Regions from separate parts of the Mus musculus genome. Here regions 2, 3, 4 and 5 are each linked to region 1. The links are chromatin contacts, called in public promoter capture Hi-C maps. All regions are on one chromosome and are shown on one strand. The core of a region is the stretch at or near the end of the contact, and the rest is flanking DNA. Distances in the headings are between cores, read along the strand shown. Region 1 holds the start of Hipk3 (homeodomain interacting protein kinase 3). Region 2 holds the start of Rag2 (recombination activating gene 2). Region 3 holds the start of Traf6 (TNF receptor-associated factor 6). Region 4 has its middle 8.0 kb from the start of Ldlrad3. Region 5 holds the start of Trim44 (tripartite motif-containing 44).

Region 1 (2,735 bases), core at 105-2,604:
AAAGAATAAAGAATGGCTCCGACATTGCCCTCCTTTTGGATGTAGAGGGTAATCTCGAGCCTCTTCCGGTTCTGTCCATCTACCCGGCGCTGGCAATAGAGACTTGCATCACTGTGGCCATCTCATGCATACACCTTTTCTAAAAATCAGTCATTAGCTTTTCTACTTTAGTCTTCACTGTACTCCTATCTTGAAGAAAACACTGGTCACTGGAAAAAGGATTATCAGTGGCCTCGAGGGGATACCCTTTCCCCCTTTAAAGACATTCTACACAGTCCTAGTTTGAAAGGCAATAGGTAAAGGACTAGTATCTACCCAGCGAGTTGACCCTCCCTTTAGCCCCAGCTGCTGCAATGGAGAATATGTGTGGAGAAATAACATCGGCAAGCTCAGTCCTTCTAGTAAAGGAAGAAAGCAAAGGACATCTCCATTATAGAGACAGAGGTGCTTGCGTTGCGGAAACGTTAAATATTAGTTTAGAACCCAGACGAAACAGGTGGCAAAATAGGTTTACTGAATGATGGGTTGCTTCGAAGATAGATGCTTTCTGGAGAGATAGATGGAGGGGAGAGGGGTGGAGACTAAAGCTTTGCTCTTTAACCTTGCTCACGTCATCGAAACTTGTCTAAACCCTTGTCTTAGCATAAGAGTTTGGACTATGCATCAGTAAGATTCTTTCATCTCAAATTCCATGGTTCTATGGTTACGTGGGTGGAAATGGACCATTCTGTCGATTTCCTAGTTTCCAGGAGCGAAGAAACTAGCTTGGGTGTGGAACTAACTCGATGGAGAATTATCAACGTAGAGGTGGGCAGCTTCTCAACCACTGTGGTGGTGCACTTGGAAAACTTCCAAGAGAGTCCGTCCCTCATTCTTTGACGTGGTGTGACAAGTCTCCTGCTGTTTTGGAATGGGGGAGCGAGAAGGACCTATTTTAGGCTTAGATTATTCATTCTCTTTCTGCGTTTTTAGACTCCTAAGATGCCAAGAAACAGATTCTAAAGGGGTGGGAAGAGAATTAGGATGGGGTAACCTGGAAAGGCCTGTGGAATCCTGCTTCCGCATCTGAACCCCTTTGGGTATTAGGATTGTCCCTTAAATGTGTATTTTTGGGCCCGGAGTCAGGTTCAGAACTGCAGAGGAGGGCTGACGGAAGCCGTTCCTCTTGGAGGGGATGGCGTGAGAGCTCAGGGTTGGATCCGCGCGGGCCGCCTGGCGGGCTGCGAGCGTCAAGGGCGCGGCTGCAGGCGGACCCTGGGGAGGGGCTTCGCGGAGGCGCCGCGGCCCTACCCGAGCGGGGCCGCCCGGGCTCGGCGCTCAGAGCGGCCGAGCGGGCGGTGGCGCTGCGGAGGCGGCGGCCGAGGCCGGCGGGCGCGCGGAGGAGGGGCCCGATATCGGGGCGGCCTGCCGCAGCTGCCCGGGTGACGACTGCCGGCAGCGCGGCGCCCCGAGGAGTCCGAGCCGCAGGCCCCGGGCGACGCGGCCTCGCAAGCAGCCCTCGTCCTCGTCTCAACTCCGGGGAAATGGGCCCTCAGCACCGCGGGCCCTGCATCCCTTGTTGCCCGTAGGCCCCGGTGGCCCGCCGGCTTGTCACTGCCCCTCTCCCCAGTCGAGCGGTCCCCACCCCAGGTCCCCGGGAAGGAAGATGAGGGAGACGGGCCCGGCGATCGGCAGCCAGAGAAGCAGCAGCAGCGGTCGGGGGAGGGTGTTTCGCCGTTTCCTCTCAGCCGCCAGGACAAGATGGCAGCGGCCGCCGAGAGGGGCTGAGCCCCGGCTGGGTGGCGCCGCCTGCTGAAGCGCTTGGCTCCGGGTCCCCGCACGGCCCCCGCGACCCACCCCGGACATGCTCAGGGCTGCGGCCGCCCGAAGCGGGGAGAGCGCGGGCCTCTAGGAAGGTAAGGAAGCCAGGCAAGGGCGGGTAGCTCGGCGCCGTCGCGGGGCCTCGGGGGCCGGGGGAACCCTCGGAGCGACGGCTCTCCGTTCCCGCCCGGTTGTCCAGTGCGGCCGGCCCGGGCGGTTCCCGAAGGCCGGCGCCAAGCCAGGCCCGAGGAGGCCGTACGCGGGGACTGCGCGTGCTTTCCGCGCGCGCTTGGCGCAGCCTCCGGGAAGCCGCCCTGGCCGCGCCGGGCTGTCCGGGCCTTCCCCCAAGCCTAGGTTGCGCAACGGCTCTTCCCAGCAACCGAAGTTTTGTTTGGTCCCACGGGGGCCCCCCGTTTCGGCTCGGCGGCTCTAGGCCGTCACTACGGAGACCTCGTTCCTTTCATTGATGGGAGCGAAGACCAACGTGCACGCACGCCGCCGCCGGAGCGCCCAGCCCCGTGGCTGCGCCGCGGAGGCTTGGTGGCCCTGTCACCGGCGTCGCGGGGCGGCGGGTTTGGAGGGTGTCAACTCTGGAGACGTGCGTGCGTGTGATTGTTGGGGAGGAGAAATGTGATCCGAGGCTTCGCGTCCCCAGCGGCGGCGGGAGGAAGGCGTGGCGGCCGCGCGGCGGGGCTGTTGCCGGCTTCTCTCGTTACGGCGGCGGCGGCCCTCTTCCCTTCGCGCTGTGGGGAGACCAGCGGAAAGGACTCGGGACCAGAATGTCTGTTTTCCTGTCTGGGGGGAGACGGCTGTTGTAAAATGGTATGTGGATCTTGGGGGAAGCCTGTTGTTTCCCAGTCTTATCTGTGCTGGAGGAATTGCGCTGAAGGGTGTGTGCGTAAATTACCTTGGACCTGTTACAGAGTAGTCACAAC
Region 2 (2,735 bases), core at 98-2,597, 2.9 Mb after region 1:
GCTGTTAAAAACATCGTCTCCTTTTGGAACAGAGACAAGTGTTTGCCCATTTAAGTCTTAGGTGAGGCAGTTTAGTCAGAGGATTTGTGTGTTTAAATAATAGAAACATTGGAGGGATGTGAGCGTTTTTGACGCACTGAGTTGTTGAAAGTTTGGTTTATGGGCTGGAATCGATTTTCACTGGAGTTGAAGAGTATACCTTTTCCATGGTTTTAATATAACTACATTAGTTACATCTAGGGTTTTTAAAATTGTTTAAAAATTATGTTAGATCTAAAATAACCCACTGAAGGTTTTTCTTTAAATAGACATAAAAAAAAAAGATTGTGTTCTTCAACTGAGGGAAATTTCAAAGTCAACACATTAAAGATGCTTTTTGAAAGGAAGAAATCCAGGTCCAGCATCCTTGGTGCCGTGTCCTCAGTCCTGTGCTAGCATTCCGCAGCAGGGCGGTTTTCACCTAAGTCACCTTTAAGCAAGGCCATAGTTGAGTATCAGAAGGGAACTAATGAGCTGGGCGGTGGTGGTGCACGCCTTTAATCCCAGCACTTGGGAGGCAGAGGCAGAGGCAGGCAGATTTCTGAGTTTGAGGCCAGCCTGGTCTACAAAGTGAGTTCCAGGACAGCCAGGGCTATAACAGAGAAACCCTGTCTCGAAACACCCCCCCCCCCCCCAAAAAAAAAGGAAGGGAACTAATGGTGTGAGGTCTGGGTTTGTAGTTTCCTGTGTCTGAACTGACTTTCTCTCCAACGACAGATAGTATATACTCTGAAGCATTCAGTCTTACCGATCAGCATTGCTTATGTTTCCTGATTCCAAAATAGCAAGTACGCCCATGGACTGCTGCTATGTAGTGTGAGTTAACTAACACTGGTTTGCATGGTTAATCAGGTTTGAGGCACACACTATATAATTTCTGCTGGCAATAAACCAGGATTAGGTCTTTATTCCCACATTGATGCCACAGGGTCATTTATCTGACAAGATTAATAATAGCGCCCCAAAGGAATTAGTCATTGCAGTAGCTGAATACCACAACCATACCTCCAAAATCTAAGACCCGTCTCCCTTACCCAGATGCTCTGCCCTCTTGTAGCCAGTTGCTTTAGTGTGGCATCGGCAGCCCCTTAAAGTTTATCAACATAGGTAAATGTTTATCTTTTCTAGAAATGAAGGTATTGGACCTACCTGAAGGCCAGAGGGGCTGCTTATCCCTCTCTGAATCCTTTCGGCCAAGCCAGGAATTAAACTCGGCACTTGGGGAAGAGTCACTGTTTAGTTTGTGCCAAGCTGAAGGCTGCAGGGTAGAGTGTTTGTGTGCCTACAGATGTTCCAGTGAGCACTGGTGTGCTGGTGTAACGGGAGTAACTGACTGTGACCTCCTTCCCCCTCCCTGCACCCCTGTGATGGTTGAGGGAGACAGAAACCCACCAGGGTGTTCCTCTCAAGTTTAACCTTTTCATTACTGACAGATTGAAAATGTTAAGTCCCGAGATACCAGTCATTTGTAAAGACAAGGTCTAATTGAAACTCGATTTGTTAAAATTAAAAACATTTTAGAAAACCCACAAAAAATGACTGTCTTAAGCTTGGTTTAAGTGAATACTATTGTGAATTAAATGGGAAATTATCTGTTCTGAAGCAGAGATCAGAATGTCTCTTTTATGGTTTGCCTTAGTGCAGACTAAGGAGTAAGGGTTCTACATATTGGAGACCTCTGTCTGCTTTGTGGCTGTGTGTAACATTCATTGTGATGCTTGTGAATACAGGGTTTACTTAACCCTCAAGCCTAATAAAGAAATGTGTTACCTTACATGACAATTTATGAACTGTCCTCAGTCAGAGGCAGCGTTGTAACTTTATATGGACTTGTTAGCAGAACCTCCTTTACAATTCTAATAGCTGTGTGGGATTTCACTGAGCATAAACATTGAGTATAAAAGGACCTTTTCTGCTTTGTCATTCAGTCAGCTTCCACAAAGCTTAGATGGCCACAGATAGTGACGAGGGGTAGACAGATCTGGTAGGGCTTTTTCTTCCATCACTCATAATAGAGTTATTCTTTTGAGCTTCAATTTTCTTATCTCCAAGATAAGATCTGAATGTTTCTGAACAGACCATGTATGGAAAAGTGGGCGTGCATAATAAATCTTGATTATGAGGGTGAGTGGTGTTATAGGTATATTTGTATACATAGCGACTTAATTTTATTTGAAAATGTTCGATCTGGTTTCAGGATTGACTTTCTTCTTTTTTAAATGCATGTGCAGCTCCGTTCCTTTGTTGATTCTTCTCATCTGAAAATGTTGGTTCAACTATCATTGTCTAGTTATTTCCACGATGATTTTTGCTTGTCTGGAGGAGCACATTTGGCTGTTTTCCTGTCAGTACCATTGTGTGAGTTATGATGTCTGAAACTACAGCAATGGTGGCAACACTCATAAAGCTGATGTTCTAGATGGTTCTACAGTCTTACAAAACAGATTTCACTTAATATTATGAGCTGAAATAAGTAGCTTATGTCAAGTGTTTTAGTCTTTAGATTGTAACACTATCATTAACCTGGCAGTTTTTACTTAGTCTTTGACTAGGTTATCTATCTCTGGAGGTGACTGGAAACTAGCATAGTAATACTCTCGGAGCCATGGTTTCACTTTCCTTGTATGTGTCTGTTATGTTGAGGCCGAAGAATAGTCATCAGGGGTCTAAAGGTATTAAATGGAAAATCCCAGACA
Region 3 (2,735 bases), core at 81-2,580, 2.8 Mb after region 1:
GGAGCAGATATCAAGTAAAACAGGGCTATAATACTGAAATAGTATATACAGGGCATCAAGGCTGAAACTCAAATATGATTCTTGTATCTATCATGTGGCTAAGCCACTGGTTCAAACACTTTCCTCGAGTCACATGACACCTCTTTACCCTCCATTTCAAAAACCAAAAAGAGCTCTCCCCACCCCGGCATCCTCAAAGGAGGTATGAAAGGCCAGCAGCTCAAGTCTCAAAGCCAATATAATACTTCGGCTGTGACAAATTGTTCTCGTTTCTAGACGTCTGTCACAGGCTAGCGGACTGCTCTCAGAAAACAAGCTAATCCTATACATCCAAGCGTTAGGTGCTTTCTGTTCACACACAAAGACAGTCTAAGTCTCATCCGGAGTTCCCCTGAAGCCAAATACTAGGAACAGCTTTAGCAACACGGCGTCTGGAACAATCGAGAGAGCGCAGGGGTGGGGAGGGGAACATTGGTGTCAGCGTACTTTTTTTTTTTTTAAACTTGCTGCTTAGGTTAGAACCGCTCTCGAATTTAAAAGGGCACACAAAAAGTTTTCCCCTGCACTCTGGGAGTTTGAAGGGATTTTCTCTTTTCTTCTTTTCTTTTCTTTTCTTTTCTTTTCTTTTCTTTTCTTTTCTTAATTTAAGCTGGAAGGGACGGGAAAACCCAGCAGGCGATTTCCTTCCCCGGACAGGGGAAAACACCAGGTGAGGAAGAGAGGGGCTGGGGAGAGGGATGCCGTGTGCCGGAAGGCGACAGAAACGCCAGGAGAGGCTCCTAAACCAGGGGCGGGTTCAGGACCTGTGGGGCTAGAGCAGGGGAGACCCGCAGTCCCGGGGAGGGCACAGAGGGCTCCTCCGGCTCGTGGGAGGACTGTGGGCGCATCCTGCACCTGTCAGGCGACAGGGACAGAGGTGGCTTTGTGCTGAGACAGGGGGTCCCAGGGCTACCCAGACGAGAGGGGGCAAGGGGGCGGAGTCCCGGACCCGAGGGAGGACGTGGAGATGGCCAGTCCTATCTGTGGGAAGCGAGGGCTCGCGGCGACAGGTCCCTGTCCCGTGGGGAACCGGGGGTGACTCTCCCGGGCCCGCGGCCGCCGGAACTCTAGTTCGAAGCCGCTCACTCACCGATCGTACACGCTGAGACTTCACAACCAACTGGGAAGGCTTCCCCGGGCTGCGCCGCGTCGCCTACATACACGGCACTCCGAGACCAAGTGGCTCCGACGCCAAACTCCCGGCTCGTGGGCCGCGGCTGCTGCGTCCGCCGACGGCCGGAGCCTCAGCCCCAGCCGCGGCCGCCGCTGCTTCCGCCTTCTCAGCTCGCTAGGAGCAGCAAGGGGAGGGGAGCGCGCCCCGGGACAAAGAGGCCCCGCGGGAGAGGCCGCCCCCTGTCTGTGGTCCTCCACGCTGAAGCCTTACCCCGCCCTTCCTCGCAAAGAAGTTTTCTCAATAGGCAGAACCTTACATTAATCACGTAGCCCTTCCTCGGACCAGTGCAAAACAGTCGTCTCATGCATGAAACATTTCTTCACAATTGCTGCCATCTGCATGATCCCATTCTCCAACATTGTCACGGGAGAGCTATTTTGAGTTCTCAGTTTAACTGGATGCAAATATCTACGGATTGTAACTGGCACAATGCAATAGATGCCCAAAAGATTTTCACCCTCATCTGAAAATTTGACTCATCTTCTCCATCTGATATGAAAGGTATTATTGTGTATTAAGGCTGTTAGGTAAGGTAAGTAGATACATGTAAATAAGTTATTTAAAATCATCTAGGAAATAATATGTGCAGTAAATATCAATAATACTATCTTTTGCTGACATCTTAGTAGAAGGATTCTTTCAAACATAAGAATCTAGTACAACTCAAACTCAATTCTTCCTCTATCCCCTTTAAAAAGTGCTTTGAAATGTTTAAGGCATGAAGAGTATAAAAAGCTACACCCAGGCTTCTGTGTGCTCATCACGCAGTTTAAGAAGTAGAAGGAAGCAAGTTGAATTGCAATACTCTGCGTATAGCTGTCCCCTCCACTTATATAAGTAAACTCCTGAGGTATGCAAAAAGGGATCATCTTACAAAGTCAGTGGTGGGTAAAGGACCAGTGAGATGTCTCAGCGGGTAAAGAAACATGACTTTAGTCCTGACGATATGCGCTGGAACTCCAGAACCTACACCGTAGAAGAGAACCTATTGCCAAAAGTTGTCCTCTGAACTACAAGTGCACACAATGGCATGCACATAATGCACATGTGTGCAAGTGCACGTACATACACATACACACACACACACATGCGCACACTACAAAAAAGAGAGAGAGAGAGGCACAGAGAAAAGAAAAGGCAGGGCATTGGATTTCCTTCATTTATTAGTGTGACCTCTGGAGCAAGTTAGTCACGTGACAGACATTACAAGCTTCCACTTCCTAAATCATAGAACAGGTTTACATCATGGGTGGTACCTTACACACTGTTGTCAAGGTGAACTAATAAAAAAAATTGATGTGGGAGAACTTAGCAAGAGGCTTTCAAAAAGATCAGGTGTTCTGTGTTTATTTCTTTTTGTTTTTGTTTGTTTGTTTGTTTGTTGGTTGGTTGGTTTTTTAACACAGGGTTTCTCTGTGTAGCCTTGGCTGTCCTGGAACTCACTTTGTAGACCAGGCTGGCCTCGAACTCAGAAATCCGCCTGCCTCTGCCTCCTAAGTGCTGGGATTAAAGGTGTGCACCA
Region 4 (2,735 bases), core at 90-2,589, 2.3 Mb after region 1:
AGCATGTTGACAGGCTGGCTTCAGGATTTAAACAACATTGATTGGCAGGCCCTTCAGCCATATCCTGCTTCTGTTACCTAGAATAGACCATTTAATCTGTCCACATCTCAGTTCCTCCCCATGAAAATGAAAATGAGGAACCTCTGGGGCCAACCTGTGGGAAGTGAGACACCTGCTCGCTGGTGTATGCTGGTTGACGGGCCCGTGTGATCATGGCAGTGGGCACTGTCCACAGACTGACCCCACTGCTGCTGGCTCCCGTCTTCAGCACCCACTTCTAGTTTTGCTGCCTGAGGGCCTCAGATAAAATGAGAAAAGAGAAAGAAGGGTAGAGATTTAGAATTCAGTCAACAAGGACTGAATTTCATAGAAAATGAGCCTGCGTTACACCCAGAAGCTTGACTTTAGATATGGCTTCCACAGCTTCACAGTTGCCATCAACATGGAGTCTCAGCTGGCCACAGTATAAGCCAGCTCCGAGCAGCACATCTTTCCTTGGCTTTTCTCCCCTGTTGTCTCTACTTGCTTACTTCTGTTTCCATGGAACAACCTGCAGCCAAGTCCTTGTCTCAATTCCTGTCAGTGGGCCCTACGTACGCCTACATAAGAAAGTGCTCAGCAAGTTCTAGGACAGCCAGGGCTCTGCAGAGAAACTCTGCCCTGGACCATACCCCGCCCCCGAAAAAGAAAGAAAGAGTAAGTGCTTAGTGGATATTTCTAATTATTGTTATTTGCAGGAGAACTTCTTCACTCCATGTGTTTGAACCAAAACTCAACATTTTAAAATTTGAGTTTAAAGATACGTATGCAGAAAAATGTTGACTTAGACACTTATCAAATCCATCTGATCAGACTGTCCCCAGAGTCAGAAACTCATGATTCCTATACATCCCCTCTCATCCATCCCTTCTTACGCCGTGCACGTTAGGGCAGACTTGACCTCCATTGCATTTTTAGATTGGGAAAGAGCATGTTCTGGGTGTGATGCATCTCCTACACCCTGAATGTAGATCAATAATAAATATATGAAGGATGGATTGCTAAAAGAGGCTTATTACTAAAGACTTATTACTTATTACTAAAATTCTTCTACCAGAGCACTTAGCTGCCACCTCTGTCTTAACTAGGCTTGTGCCTGCCGGTCATATCACTCCACTCTGCATAAATACAACTAAATAGTCGAGGCTGGATAACTTTATAAGGAGTTTATTTTGACTCACTTGTCTGGAGGCACAATGCTGAGGCTGTAGGAGGTGATGGCTTGCTTAGCAGCAGTCTCAGTGATAAGCGCTTCAATGGCAGAAGGCAGGAAGGATGTGTCTCCTTGCTTCCCCATTCTCTTCCGAGAAAGCCACCACATCCAACCCCAGAGCTCTGCTCTGATAAGCCTCTCTAACTCTAATCACACCCCAAAGGCCCTGTCTTAAAATGCCACATTTAGGAGTGTGGGGAGATAGCTAATCTTATAAAACACTTCCCACACAAGCACAAGGACCCAAGTGTGGATTTCCAAAATGTAAGTAAAAAATCTAGACGCAGTGGTGTTTGTCTGGAAGCTCAGGGCTGGGGAAGCAGAGACAACTGGATCCCTGGACCTCAGTGGCTAACCAGCATAGCCAAATTGGTGAACTCTAGGTTCAGGGGAGCTGGGGGAGGACCCTGTCTCATAAAAAAAATGGAGAGCAGTGGGAAAAGCAAAGCAAAGCAAAACAAAGCAACCTGATGTCAACCTCTGCCTCCTTATGTACTTACACGTACACATACACTACTCTCCTGTTACCACAAGCTCAAACCTACAGGAACACAAATATACACATATACCACACATACGCACACACACCAGATACCACAGCCAGATGAAGTTTCTATGTGCCTGATACTCTTGGTTCGGGTTAAACTCTGGTAACAGGAACTTTGGAGGGGTAAATTATATTTAAACCATAGCACCAATCTATAGGTTGAGAAGACACTTTGCATACTGAAAACCACACGACTCGTCTACTTTGAATATAACAAGAGCTTGAAGAACTGAATGTGCACATGAGATTTGCCGAACCATTGGCATCAACTAGTTGGGATGTAGCCCCTGTTGCATCAGGCCTCTATTTCTGAGTCAGTACTGATTCATGAGGTAATCTGGAGCCTAGGAAGCAGCCGGGCAGCAGGGTGTGGTACGGGGAGCTCTTGTGGTCTCAGACCTATTTATCAGGCGGTCCTGAAATGCTTCATCCTCTTGTGAGTGAACTGTTGCATTGGCCTGCCCTCTGTGAATCTCAGACATGGTTGCTGTGATTGACTTGGCGTCCTTCAAACTCTTCCATAACTCCCTTTTGCCCTCAAACACCGGCAGCTGCAGCAGGATTGAGTGGGACTAAGATTCTACTCATCCTGTGAGCCTGGAGCTCTTCCCCACAGTCAGAGCCAACGGCGTAGCCCAGCATTGGCCTTGACTTTGCCTTTGCTGGCGCTAGGCTGTGAGCTCTAAGCCAACTGGCCTACACACATAGCTTCTAGCATTACCACTGCCCGATCTCTTCTACCTTGGAAATTTTCATTGCAATTACTCTGGATTTTCACAGCGATGGCGCTCATGTTTATGTGGCTGTAACTCGATTGTTGCTGGGTGGGTTGGCACACCTCTCCAGATGGACTCGCACGGGGTAAATGTCCAACTTCCAATTCCGTTTTACATTCCATCACTCTCCTGGCTTGGCCATCAGGCCACACACTTTGCC
Region 5 (2,735 bases), core at 102-2,601, 2.1 Mb after region 1:
AGCCTCCAACTAAGAGACCCACTGGTCTCTGCCTCGCAAGTGCTTGAGAGTGTGCATCACATGCCTAGCTATTTTCCATTCTGTAATCCACTTTCCTCTGCCCCACTAGAGCAAAATGTCCTCCTTTCTCTCTCAAATACATTTTTTTTTCTGTTACTGGAGAGACAACCATAGATGGTAGAGAAGGGGATGGCTACATTACCAGCAGCCCACCAAAAATGTCTTATGTTTAAGGTATGAAATGACCTTTGAAGTGTCATTGTCAGCATTATAAATTATGCTAAAATTAATAAAGCTTACTGATCACTTCTGTACAGACTCCTTTACATTTAATCCACAAATCCCCACGAAGGAGATATTGCTATTATTTCTATTTTACAGAGTTTGGTGTTTTTTGTTTGTTTGTTGTTGTTGTCTTTGGGGGGGGGTGGTTTTTAAAACAGAAAGATGAAGTAATTTGTCCATGATTACCAAACCTAAGTGGTGGCCTTAGGATTTGGGGACTCTAGTGGATAAAGTTCTAAAATCAGGCTTTGAAAACACCACAAGAAGATCTAGCACGGTCTGGGGCACTTTAACATTGTTTAATGTGTATCAACCGCTTTCCTTTCTCTTGGTGTCGGCTTGGAATCTAGAGTGACCAGTTAGTGACTGGGAGTTGGCATCTCACTTCAAAACTATGATCCCCCTCACCTCCCTTCACCTGACACAGCTATTACTCAGAGATTCTGAACCCCTAGGAGGCCGGGATGCAAATAGACTTTGCAAACACACAAGGCACAGTATTGCTTTGGATCAAAAATGTTGCGTGTTTGCTCAGTCAGACTGAGACCTCAGTAGCCTAGAAGAACACACACAGCCCTTTTGGGGGCTTTATGGAAATCCCAGGCGGGCAGGTTCGGTGTGATAAAGAGCCTTGGGGCCTTGGCCCCTTGAAAATCCGGGGGCTGTGATGGGGCGGGGACAGTGTCTCCAGAGTGACATAAGTCCGCAGGGACCGCAGGCTAGTGGTTTTCGGTCAGGTTGACACCTCCAGGGAGGGCGTGGGAGAGGCGGGGCCCGTCGCCCTGCTCTGCGAGGAGAGATTGCGCTCGAGCTTCTCCTTCCGGGGGGGATGCTCAGCCCCGCGGGAAAACGCAGAAAAGGGTCCTTGCCGCTTTAAGTGACTCAGGAAGTGAAAGGAGGCCGCTGACGGCGTGGGTAAAGTGGAACCGGGGCGGCGTGGGCCCGCGGCGGCCGCGATCTTGCCGGGCAACGGAGGCCGGGTTGCGCGGCGCAGGGGCCGACGGGGCGCAGGCTGCCGCGCCGGAAGTGGCGCGCGAGGGACGGGGCGCGGGCGCGGCGCGCGGCGAAGAGACCGAGCGGGCGCCAGGCCCAGCGCTGACGGCTGGCCGGGCCCTCAGGCCTCAGCAGCTGCAGACGCGGCGCGGCGCAGCGCAGCGGCGCGGCCCAGGCGGGGCGGCCGGCCAGACCCCGGGGGTAAGCGGGCCTGCGTGAGGAAGGCGCTCCGCGCTGAAGGCGGAGAGCACGCCAGCCGCTAGGCCTCGGCCTCGTCCCTGCAGCCACATGGCCTCCGGAGTGGGCGCGGCCTGCGAGGAGCTGCCTCCCGACGGCACGTGTGACGAGTGCGAACCCGACGAGGCGCCCGGGGCGGAGGAGGTGTGCCGCGACTGCGGCTTCTGCTACTGCCGCCGCCACGCCGACGCGCATCGCCAGAAGTTCCTCAGCCACCGCCTGGCTGCCTACGTCCATGGCGCCCAGGCCTGGACTCCGCCGGCCAGCGGGGGAGACGACGCGCTCCCCGAAGACGGCGAGGCCAAAGGGGAGGCCGAGGGGGAGGTAGAGAGCGAGGTCGGGGAAGAAGAGAGCGAGACGGAGGTAGACAGTGAGTCGGAAGAAGAGAGCGAGACCGAGGAAGACAGTGAGGATGAGAGTGACGAGGAGAGTGAAGAAGACAGCGAGGAAGAGATGGAGGATGAGCAGGAGAGCGAGGCGGAGGAAGACAACCAAGAAGGGGAATCAGAGGCAGAAGGAGAAACTGAGGCAGAAAGCGAATTTGACCCCGAAATAGAGATGGAAGCGGAGAGAGTGGCCAAGAGGAAGTGTCCAGACCATGGGCTGGATTTGAGCACCTATTGTCAGGAAGATAGGCAGCTCATCTGTGTCCTGTGTCCAGTCATTGGGGCTCACCGGGGCCACCAGCTGTCCACGCTGGACGAAGCCTTCGAAGAACTGAGAGTGAGTATCGGGCATTCAGACATGTCTAAGGGGAACAGGATCCCCGATTTCAGATAGCCTAGCTGTGACCACATTCATTTTCATGTATCAACAAGACGAGTCGCCATGTTGGAAGCCGTGCCTAGTCTACCATTTTGGTTGAAATTGTCAAGTTGTCAGTTCTCATCTGTGAACATACAAGAACACAGAAAATCTTGAGTATAGTTTCTGACAGTTTGCAAATTACTTCTCCCTGGAATTCAGATAGGCCATTCCTTGAGAACTGTGACGCCATTTAGGCCCATTTCTATACATGATCACCGTTGTTAGGATAAGTGTTTTGACTTAGGGCTCTTGCTATGGTAACTCAGCCCACTTGGAAAACATGAGAAAGAAACGGTGATTTTGACAAAACCAAGGAGCTGGTTCCTCTAGTAGAAGACTCGGAAAGTGGCGGTACAGGTGTTGTGGTGTGTGTCTTGAGTTGTCTTAGGTTCCTTGTTGTTTGAGACTTGGTA

Evidence for each region. Promoter capture Hi-C pulls out the DNA fragments that hold promoters and counts their contacts. Capture Hi-C pulls out chosen DNA fragments and counts their contacts.
Region 2: a promoter capture Hi-C map of adipose tissue shows a contact between it and region 1, with 2.9 times the contacts expected there. The contact joins the promoter of Rag2 here to the promoter of Hipk3 in region 1. A contact is called at or near these places in 2 of 39 promoter capture datasets (the C10 cell line and pre-B cells) and 1 of 9 other capture datasets (adipose tissue).
Region 3: a promoter capture Hi-C map of pre-B cells shows a contact between it and region 1, with 6 times the contacts expected there. The contact joins the promoter of Traf6 here to the promoter of Hipk3 in region 1. A contact is called at or near these places in 1 of 39 promoter capture datasets (pre-B cells) and 1 of 9 other capture datasets (liver).
Region 4: a promoter capture Hi-C map of the HPC-7 cell line shows a contact between it and region 1, with 5 times the contacts expected there. The contact joins the enhancer-like site here to the promoter of Hipk3 in region 1. A contact is called at or near these places in 4 of 39 promoter capture datasets (the HPC-7 cell line, liver and pre-B cells).
Region 5: a promoter capture Hi-C map of liver shows a contact between it and region 1, with 4 times the contacts expected there. The contact joins the promoter of Trim44 here to the promoter of Hipk3 in region 1. A contact is called at or near these places in 2 of 39 promoter capture datasets (the HPC-7 cell line and liver).

The regions. Positions count from the first base shown.
Region 1 is chr2:104,493,108-104,495,842 of GRCm38.p6, reverse strand. It overlaps Hipk3 (homeodomain interacting protein kinase 3), which reads left to right and starts at 1,354. Exons shown (of 16, transcript NM_010434.2): 1 at 1,354-1,895.
Region 2 is chr2:101,623,324-101,626,058 of GRCm38.p6, reverse strand. Rag2 (recombination activating gene 2) reads right to left here and starts at 1,347. Exons shown (of 3, transcript NM_009020.4): 1 at 1,189-1,347. All of the region lies in intron 1 of Iftap (intraflagellar transport associated protein), which reads left to right.
Region 3 is chr2:101,677,015-101,679,749 of GRCm38.p6, reverse strand. Traf6 (TNF receptor-associated factor 6) reads right to left here and starts at 1,330. Exons shown (of 7, transcript NM_001303273.1): 1 at 1,130-1,330.
Region 4 is chr2:102,193,090-102,195,824 of GRCm38.p6, reverse strand. No RefSeq gene overlaps it. Among named protein-coding and RNA genes, the nearest start is that of Ldlrad3, 8.0 kb to the right of the region's middle. Within about 2 kb of position 1,339, at least 31 of the 459 cell types and tissues checked have an H3K27ac peak or open chromatin away from gene starts, as enhancers often do. A contact at or near this core is called in the HPC-7 cell line, where this site is marked.
Region 5 is chr2:102,399,516-102,402,250 of GRCm38.p6, reverse strand. It overlaps Trim44 (tripartite motif-containing 44), which reads left to right and starts at 1,351. Exons shown (of 5, transcript NM_020267.2): 1 at 1,351-2,238. The coding sequence starts at 1,567.